Regions from separate parts of the Mus musculus genome. Here region 1 is linked to region 2. Evidence: chromatin contacts called from public promoter capture Hi-C data. All regions are on one chromosome and are shown on one strand. The core of a region is the stretch at or near the end of the contact, and the rest is flanking DNA. Distances in the headings are between cores, read along the strand shown. Region 1 has its middle 11 kb from the start of Gm35148. Region 2 holds the start of Tom1l1 (target of myb1-like 1 (chicken)).

Region 1 (4,720 bases), core at 811-3,310, 3.1 Mb after region 2:
AGATGTTTATCCCTCTTCCCTCCCTGAGAAGTCAGCTCTAGAGCAGAATGTGGGTCACTTAACTTCCCTGCTGCAGGCATCCAAAGCCCAAGTCCCAGGGACCTGCCTTGTGGGTATCAGGAGAGGGCAATGACAGGGGACATCACCTTGGGTGGCCACCTTTCCTTCATTTGTAGAAGCTTGACCTCTAGATACAAAGTCCATCGCATAACCCTGACTTTCCTGCTCTGACTCCCCCACAAAGAAGAGGAAGAAAGGATAACAAGGTTTAAGACTGATGGCATTTTCATCTTCTGTTTCTCTCTCCCTACTGTCTATCACTGCAGCAAAGCCGGGGTGGCCTCCAGGGATCGTCTCTTAGCTAAGCATCGTTACCAGCTCAGAGATGAGCTGTTCATGAAGGTATAGATGGGTAGTCGGATAAACAGGCTAATCGGTGGGCGGATGAACCGGTAACAAAGAATGCTGTAAGGAGAGAAGTGACAGGTACAGAGACTGGTTTCAACTGTGAGGTCAGCCCTTGAGCAAACACAGGCAGGAAGAAGAGCGTGGTTCCTGATAGCCTAGTGGGGTGTGCAGGGAAGAGTGTTCAAGCTGCCGGAAGACTGAGCATAGCAGTCACCTGCGTCCAAAAGGGCCAAGAGGATAATTATGAGCTTTAGTAATGAGAAATAGGAGAGGAAATAAAATGAAAAGAGGGACCTACGAGAAACCTCAGCACCTCCGCCGACTCCCGGGTTCAAGGTAAAGTTCAAACCAATCAGCAAAACTCTTTCAAGGAGCCCGGGGCTGCAACGAATCCTGCCCAGGTCACGGAGCCCCTGCTCTGCCTGCCCGAGGCAGAGCTGTTCATAACCCACCTCCTCTATATTGAGACTCCCCGTGGCTTGGGTCCTTACTTACGCTGGTAGTCTCTGAGACCAAAGCCCAGCTCCAAACTTTACCTTAATGACAGATGTTCTGTTATCCCAAGAAAGATCTCCAGCAACAGAATTCCAAGCAACACTGGGCCAGGGTGGCTCTTGCTGGAATCTGCCCACTCGAACCCCTACCATGTCCTTCCAGACCCACTTCAGTTATAGGCTGCCTGTCAGAGGTTTTCAGACAACTCCCACCTTCCTGACAAGTCTTTCTCCCTCTGTGTTGTGTGGTGTTGGGGCGTAGTCATAATAAAGAGAATCGCCTTCCCTGTGCCTCTCTTGTATGACTTTGGGGGGAGCTTCATCACCTCTCCGAGCCTCACTGACAAAATGAGAGAAATCGTAGTCCCACAGAGGAATCTCAGGGGATAAAGTGTGTTGTGATCCTAGCAAGGTGCCTGGCATACAACACAGCCCCACCTCCACCCCCCAAAGAGCCCAGTCTCTTTGCCGACTCCTCCCAGCCCAGATGGCTTACAACTAAATCCAGCGATGTGACAGTGGTCATTAAAACAAATGTGTCACTTGGTTCTCTAGCCAGGTGGCACATGACAGCCATTAATTTTTCTCATGAAAAATGACTCTGCTAATTGAAAAAACATCAAAAAGATTGAGGTTTACACAAATGTTCAGCTCTGTTTATTTTTTTTTCTAACTTACTTTTCAGCAGTCAGTAAGAGCTTAATGAGCTCTCATTTACGGCTTCCTTCCTATTTATAGATATCAGCCAGCGCCTGTGGCGTTCCAGACGTATGGATTGAGAGCATCCAGCCCGAGCTATGTGGTCGGCAGGGGAAAGTTACCATAACCAGGTGGCCTCCAGATGGGAATTGCCACATCTCAAAAATCTGGCACAGTACTCCCGTAGGACCTGGGTGGGGGCCAGTGCCAGTGCCGGTGCAGGTTGCCGGTGCTGGTGCCGTTGCCAAGGTGCCAGTGCCATGTGTCAGTTGGATTCTGTTGTCCTCCCCAGGGGGCAGATTCTTTGTGCTTGAAGTTTGGGGCTTTGGTTTTTTTGTTTGTTTTCCTTTGGTATGAGGCGAAAACAGGTAACACTCAGAGAGTAATTACCCAGTGAGTGAAGCATCATGCCAGCCCTCTCTCCAGATCAAAGTGGGGAGATGTAAAGAGAAGTTATGTGTGGGAAGAGGCTAAGAAGATGGTTCAGTCAGTAAAATGCTCCCCTTGCACTCGTGGTGATCTGAGGCCAGTCACCAGAACCAACATTAAAAAGGCCAGGGAGAGATGCCCCCCGTCCCCCCACACCCCCCCACCCCCGCCAACCCTAACCCCTACTTCTGGCAAGCAGCCAGGAGGGGTGGCCCCACCCCTCACCAGCTGCAGCACTAGGAAGTACAGACCCCAAACCTTGCCTGGGCAGCACAGTAGAGATGGCTGTGGTGATAGGAATGAGGGTGAGCTGGCCTCCAGAGTGTAAGGGCAGGAGAGCTGGCAGGCTAAACAGTTCAGCTACCATCCAGGCCCAGATCCAGGCTCTAAGTTGGCCCACCCCACCATCTACCCCATCTATGAACTGCTGGAGTGTGTGAAGGGGCCAGTCCTGCAGATCCAAAGTCACAGGATCTCCATGACACGGGGCAATAACAGGATACCTGGGAGGAGTCCTGGTGAGGACCCAGTATTGATGGTGCAGCAGAAGCCAGGGGTCTTAAACCAGACATTGCAATGAGACCATGACTCATTGCAAGGAGCATCTGCAAGTAAAGCTATTTGGGCAAAGAAGTTAAACAAGAAGAAAGGCTAAAGTCAGGAGAATGCTTAAATCCCATTTAAAAGAGGAAACGAAATACCATGGGAGGCAGATGGAGGAAGGGACCTGGGTGGTAGAAGGGAGGAAGAAGGAAATAGAGGACCCCGGTCAGATATGGGGAGAGACAGGAGAAAGGCCCAAAGGGCCAAAAGAATGAATGGAAATATGTAGCTTCCAGGGGTGTGAGGGATCTCTAGGAAATACCAGAGACCTGGGATGGGGGAGGCTCCCAGGACTCAATGTGGGTGACCTTTGCCAAAATGCCCAACAGGGGAGATATGAAGCCTGAAGAGACCACCTCTCATAGCCAGACAGGACCCTGAATGGAGGGATGGAGACACCAACCCACCTACAAAACTTTCGACCCAAAATTGCTCCTGTCTAAAACAATCGCAGGGATAAAAATGGAGCAGAGACTGAAGGAATGGCTGACCAGTGACCAGCCCAATTTGGGATCCATCCCATGGGCAAGCACCAATCCCTGACACTATTACTGATGCTATGTCGTGCTTGCAGACAGGAGCCTACCATGGCTGTCCTCTGAGAGACTCTACCTAGCAGCTGACTGAGACAGATGCAGATACTCACAGGTAAGCATTGCACTGAAGTCTGGAATGCCTATGGTAGACTCAGGGGAAGGATTATAGGAAGTGAATGGGATGGCAACCCCACAGGAAGACCAACAGTGTCAACTAACACAGACCCCTGGGAGTGCCAGGAGACTGAGCTACCAACCAAAGGGCATACACAGACCAGTCTGAGGCCCCTGGCACAAATGTATCAGAGGACTGCCTTGTCTGGCCTCAGTGGGAGAGGATGTGCCTAATCCTGTAGAGACTTGATATCCCAGAGTGGGAAGATAAGAGAGGAGGGTACTCTCTCAGAGAAGAAGGGAAGAACTCTGCAAGGGGGACCACAAGGGGGGGCAATATTTGGGATGTAATAAAATAATTAACTTAAAAAAAAAAGATGATTGACCAAAAAGATATATTGTAGCATACTATAGCTTCCACATCAAGATTTATTTTGGGATTATTTTTGTTTATTTGTCTTGGTTTGGGGGCAGGGAGGTTGCAAGGGTGGAAGGTGGATATGGAGGGACCGGGAAATTAGTGGGGCTGGGGTGCATAGTGTGAAGTTCACAAAGAATCAATAAAAAAAAAAAGTCTAATAACCTAAGGTTGTTTTCTGACATCTACTACCTCTCCCTGTCCCCCACCACACACACACACACACACACACACACACACAAACACACACACACACACACACACACACACACACACACAATGTAAACATTCTCTTCATCCTGAATCAAGAACCCTGTGTCTTCATCATTGCATTCATCCAGCCATGTCTTCTTGTACCAGGCATTGTTCTAACTGGTAAATTCTGCCCACTTGAGGAAGAGAGAGCAATGAGGAAGAAGGGTACCAGACCAAAAGGCAAGATGCCCAGACTCAAAGTTCCGCATCTCCCACAAGTGCCTATCATGGAAGCAAGCCCACTCCAAGCCCTTCTGCTCTGGCTGATCAGCCCACAGCAAACACAGTGAAAATTAGAAGACAGCATTGATTAACAGCCAGTTTTATACCCAATTGTCCCCAGAAAGTAGACCCCCTGACAAAGCTGCAATTGCTAACGGAGTTTGACCTATAGCTAAGGGAAGAAAGATGCCTAAAGTCTAACCCCTTCACCAAATCCAACCCATAGAACCCACGGGACCTTGAAATGCTGCATGGTCAAGCATGGTGTGCAAGGAAGTTCTTTTGAGTCCAGGAGTAAACAAAATACTGTGTGTGTGTGTGTGTGTGTGTGTGTGTGTGTGTGTGTGTGTCTGTGTGTGTGTGTCTGTGTGTCTGTGTGTGTGTGTCTGTGTGTGTGTGTCTGTGTGTGTGTGTCTGTGTGTGTGTGTCTGTGTGTGTGTGTCTGTGTGTGTGTCTGTGTGTGTGTGTGTCTCTCTCTCTCTCTCTCTCTCTCTCTCTCTCTCTCTCTCTCTGTGTGTGTGTGTGTGTGTGTGTGTGTGTGT
Region 2 (4,604 bases), core at 129-2,628:
AACATGCTCATTCCTAGAGAACTCTTATTCACACTTCAAAGGCTGTGGCCGAGTTCGTTTCTCCCTTTTTTAAAGTTTTGTTTGCAAACTACGTGGTATCTTTCAGTATTATAAGGGTATCTTAACAGTGGATGCTGCAGAATATGGCCATTCTCCTTATCACCAGGTAAGTTCCCTGGGGGATGGGACTATGCCTTCCCGAAGGCATCCAGCTAGTAGTTCTAAATGTTTTCAAAACTAAGGGATAATCGGACATTGCCGAAGTGCCTTTTGCCTGCGAAGCTTCAGCGAGGATCCATTTCTGCTCGGAACTCGTTCTAAGACATACTATTCAGCAAGGAGATGGGCAGTTACAGTGCTTTTCCTAGAGGGCAGCTCTCTTGCAGTATTGTAAAGATGTGGAAACTCAGGTTTAAGTTCAAAGGTGCGGCCCATCCCCGCAGCAGTTAGTTTAACTTACTTCCAATCTAAACTTTCTGAGACTGAGTCTTAGAACTACCAGGTTCATAGGATTTCATCACCCCACCAAGTTCCCAACAGTTTGCCTGTCATTAATACACCCTGGTGCCACACCCTGTCCCCAAGGGAGGGGGCAGGGTAAAGAAGGGAGCTGAGGTGGCAAAAAGCCAATTGTATGTAGTCAGTGACTTCTGCATCCACCTCTGTAATTCAGAACACAAACACAAGGGATAAGGAAGGACCAGGCTGGCTGGATTGGAGGGTGATGCGTGGTCTAAGAGCCTCAGTGACTGCAGACGGCCCCTCTCCCAATCTCCCTCTTTAAGCAAAAGGCCGGCTCACATCGCTTGGGCTGTGCGCTGGAGAAAATTGGTTTGGAGAAACCTGCCTCTCAGGGTGAGATCACGTCAATTAGCGTCTCAGATCTCTCTTTCTGGTCTGTAAAATGGGTATAACAATAAGGTGCTGAGAGTGGACGACGCACTTTATGAAGAACCTTCCCCGGGTCAAGAAGTTTCCACTTTCTCCTCCCAGCGGTCCCAATACTCCACGCAGTGCTGTGCTGCGGGCCACCTGCTTGCTCCACTCGCCCAGCATTTTGAACTTTGCATTTTTTTCGGAGAGGTTCTGGTATGAGTGAGCCAAACTCAGAAAGGTGGAAAGTGGCCGCAGGTGGCACGCAGGTGGCGTGGGAAAGCTGCGGGGGAGGGTAGCATTTCCTCCGACTTGGTCCAACTCGCCCCCCACCCTCCAATCGAGAATGGAGTGGAACCGGCAAAGCTCCCACGGTTCCCCAAGCCAGCCGGGATGTTACTCCCTGCGCCTCCTTACCTATGAGGTGACCCACAGAGGTAGCGTAAGGATCGCGGTGACTCTTCCCAAACGCCATGGTAGCTCCAGAGAGCCCTCCCAGGAAATCCGCCTCCACCGCCCTCCGACTCCACCCGCTCCGTGCCCGAGGCTCCTCCTCTCCGCTCCAGCGCTTGGCTGCCGCGGAGAGGCGCCAGGCAGCGAGCAGGGCGGGGACCCGGGGGACTTGGCGCACCTGCCGCGTGCTCCTGGCGCTTCCCGCACCTCGTGACTCTAGGTGGGCTGGGAGCCCGGGTGGAGTGATGTGACTCCGCACCCCGGGCCTGCGAACTCAGAGTCCAGCTCCAACATCTCCACCGCAGGGCTGAAGACCGCTCCCCTCTCTTTGGAGACTAGACAGTGTGGGATTAGTTGCTAACACAGACTCGAGGGTTATTGCTAAGGTTTATTCAGACAAGGACATAGACCTCTCAAGTCACACACCTCCAGAACAATGAGACTTCGCCTATCACCACTCCGGAGGTCCCTGAACCGATTTTTGCGCCCTACCCTTTAAATCTACGGAACTGGGAGGAGGATGGGCTGTCTAGGAGAGCCAAGACCTCCCTTGAGCCCGGGCTTTGTTTTTCACCCGTTTCCAAGAGGGACCACGAGGCGCCACCACACAAGCTTTTGGCTTCTAGCTCTATCTCCTAGGAACCCTGCTTTCCAGCCTTATGGTGAAAGGAGAGAGGGGCCTTTCCTGGGGCTCTGGCAGGAAATATGTTTGGTATGTAAATCCACATTAAGAAACCAAACCTCTCTGTTTCTATTTGAACCAAGATTTCTTTTTCCTTTTCCGCGGCACGGCTAACATCAGATACCCATGCTTCTGATCTGTAGGATGCCTCCTGAGACGATGGGCTACTCTGCTGGTAGATTTTGCTTCCTGTAGCTAACTGGGACTGAGCTTCACATTAATAGTGGGTTTATTCCCCCCACCCCGAAATGGTGACTAGAAAGAGCAGGAGGACCTGGCCTGACTCATGTTTTTGGTCTTCCATATTTTAGCATAGATGTCAAAACCAATTACATTATGCTCCAAGTGGCTATCATTTGTTGTATTGATCCGGAATCTTCCTCCACCTCCCCCTGTTTGTCCTCCTCCATGAGTGAGTTAACATCGGGATCCTACAATGTAAAATACGGCATTTTTGTTATGATGGTGTTTCTTATGATGAGGTCAGTCCTACCTGAAATAGGACATGCCTATCAGGCTCACTAGCTGTTTCATGTGGTGCGATCTCTCCACTGTGGCAGTCAAGTAGTCTTTACAGCTGATGTTGAAAACCTCTTTTGGCTCTCTCAGCAGCCTGATCTCTGTCTGTCCCTAGCAAATCATTTTGCCTTCATTGCCGTGTGTGATGGGGCAACATTAAGAAGAAAGTCAAAGGCTGGAGAGATGGCTTAGCAGTTAAGAGCACTGACTCCTCTTCCAAAGGTCCTGAGTTCAATTCCCAGCAACCACATGGTGGCTCCCAACCATCTGTAATGGTATCTGATGCCATCTTCTGGTGTGTCTGAAGACAGCTACAAGTGTACTCATATACATAAAATAAATAAATCTTTTTTAAAAGGAGGTGGAGAGGAGAAGGTCAAGTTCTGCCTAAGCTGAAGTGATGATGACTTTCTGTCAGGAAAGAGAAGTTGGATGGAACCCAGGATCCCCGTAGATCATTTATCCCTGCTTCTACCGAGAGGGTGGTTAGGCTTTTGGTTTTCCTCTGCCTGATTTCCTTACATGGCAAGATTGAGGGAGAGCAGGAAGAATAGTAGCAAGGAGTGTGTCCTGGGCACAGTGGCTGATGACTGATCTCTCTCAGCCACTGTCCTTCAGGATGTCGTGATGTCTGTAGCCATGTCTTTCTACGCTCTGTCACTTTCTCCATGATCCTGTTCTTCCACAGGCGTGATTATCAACCCAGTCAATGTCACTGCGGTCTGGGAGAAGGCTGTTAGAAGTCACAGCCAAGTTGAGGTCAGAAAAGAAAGATTCTTCTAAACACACAGTAAGGATTAAATATCGAACTAACACTGGGCTGGAGGCGTGGCTCAGTGATGAAAAGAACTGGCTGCTCTTCTAGAGGACCAGGGTTTGATTTCCAGCACCCACCTGGCAGCTGACAGCCATAGGCAACTCCAGTTCCAGGGAATATGACACTCTCTTCTGGCATACAGGAGCACTAGGTACACACATGGTGCACAGAAATGCAAGCAGGCAAACTACTTATCATATATAAAATAAAATAACGTTTAAATACATGAATAAATTGGTAGACACTAGGAAACCTTACACAGTTTCAGTTTTAAGAATTCTCCCTAAGCAACTTTAATACATGCTTATGTATAATATGTGTGTGTGTGTGAGTGTGTGTAGGTATGCACTGTGCCACACTCTCTGTGTGTCTCCTTGTCTCTGTCTCTCTGTTTCTTCTGTCTGTCTGTCTGTCTGTCTGTCTGTCTGTCTGTCTGTCTGCCTGTCTCTCTCTGTGTGTGTGTGTGTGTGTGTATTTGTGTACTAGTCAGAGGTAAACCTCAGAATTCTGTTGTTGTTGTCAAGTCTCATAAGCCATGCCAGCCAGTCCAGGAACTCCCAGGAGGTTTTCTGTCTCTGTCTCCCACCTCACTACAGAATCGCTGTGATTGCAGATGCATGCTACTGCCCGCCCCCCCTCCCCCCGCCACCGCCCCATGGTTTTGAAGATTCAAACTCAAGTCCTCATACTTGCCGTGTATGCAAATGCTTGCACGCTCACCAAGCCCTCTCCTCAGCCTTGCTAATCATTTTCATATGTGTAAGTCATGACACTAGGTAAAAATGAGCAAGACTCTACTTTTCAAAATGTGTTTAATGCCTGCAACTAGAAATCTTTTATTACTGTGACATAAATTTCATTTTCATAAATGAGCTGAGATTCAGGAAGATAGAACTGTTAAATGGCGTGGCTACATTTTGAACTATGCTTGTCTGATTCTGTAGCCTGTATGACTGCCAACACTTGAAGCGAATGCCCGAGTGCGACCTTTAGTAGTTAAGGGATTCTCTTTGATTCAAACTGAGGCCGTGATGAATGGGGTGAGCTACTTCACTGTCACAGAGTTCTGCGGGTTTTTTGTGTTTGCTCAAGAATGCTAATGTGCTTTTTGCTAGTACCATAAATTAGATGTATTCTATACTCATTACATGATTAATCCCATAGTAAGTATGAAACCAGATTTCACAGATTAAAATAATTAATGCAGATAATTTTTCACATAGCCATGCTGTTAGTTAAAAAAAAAAAAAATCTAACTCC

What was found. Promoter capture Hi-C pulls out the DNA fragments that hold promoters and counts their contacts.
Region 1: a contact with region 2 is called in a promoter capture Hi-C map of second pharyngeal arch cranial neural crest. The contact joins the enhancer-like site here to the promoter of Tom1l1 in region 2. A contact is called at or near these places in 5 of 39 promoter capture datasets (cranial neural crest, frontonasal cranial neural crest, liver and 2 more) and 15 of 484 Hi-C or Micro-C datasets (B cells, the Ba/F3 cell line, the G1E-ER4 cell line and 11 more).

The regions. Positions count from the first base shown.
Region 1 is chr11:93,816,786-93,821,505 of GRCm38.p6, forward strand. No RefSeq gene overlaps it. Among named protein-coding and RNA genes, the nearest start is that of Gm35148, 11 kb to the left of the region's middle. Within about 2 kb of position 2,061, at least 14 of the 459 cell types and tissues checked have an H3K27ac peak or open chromatin away from gene starts, as enhancers often do. A contact at or near this core is called in cerebellum, cortical neurons and second pharyngeal arch cranial neural crest, where this site is marked.
Region 2 is chr11:90,686,223-90,690,826 of GRCm38.p6, forward strand. It overlaps Tom1l1 (target of myb1-like 1 (chicken)), which reads right to left and starts at 1,379. Exons shown (of 16, transcript NM_001357543.1): 1 at 1,291-1,379. The coding sequence starts at 1,348.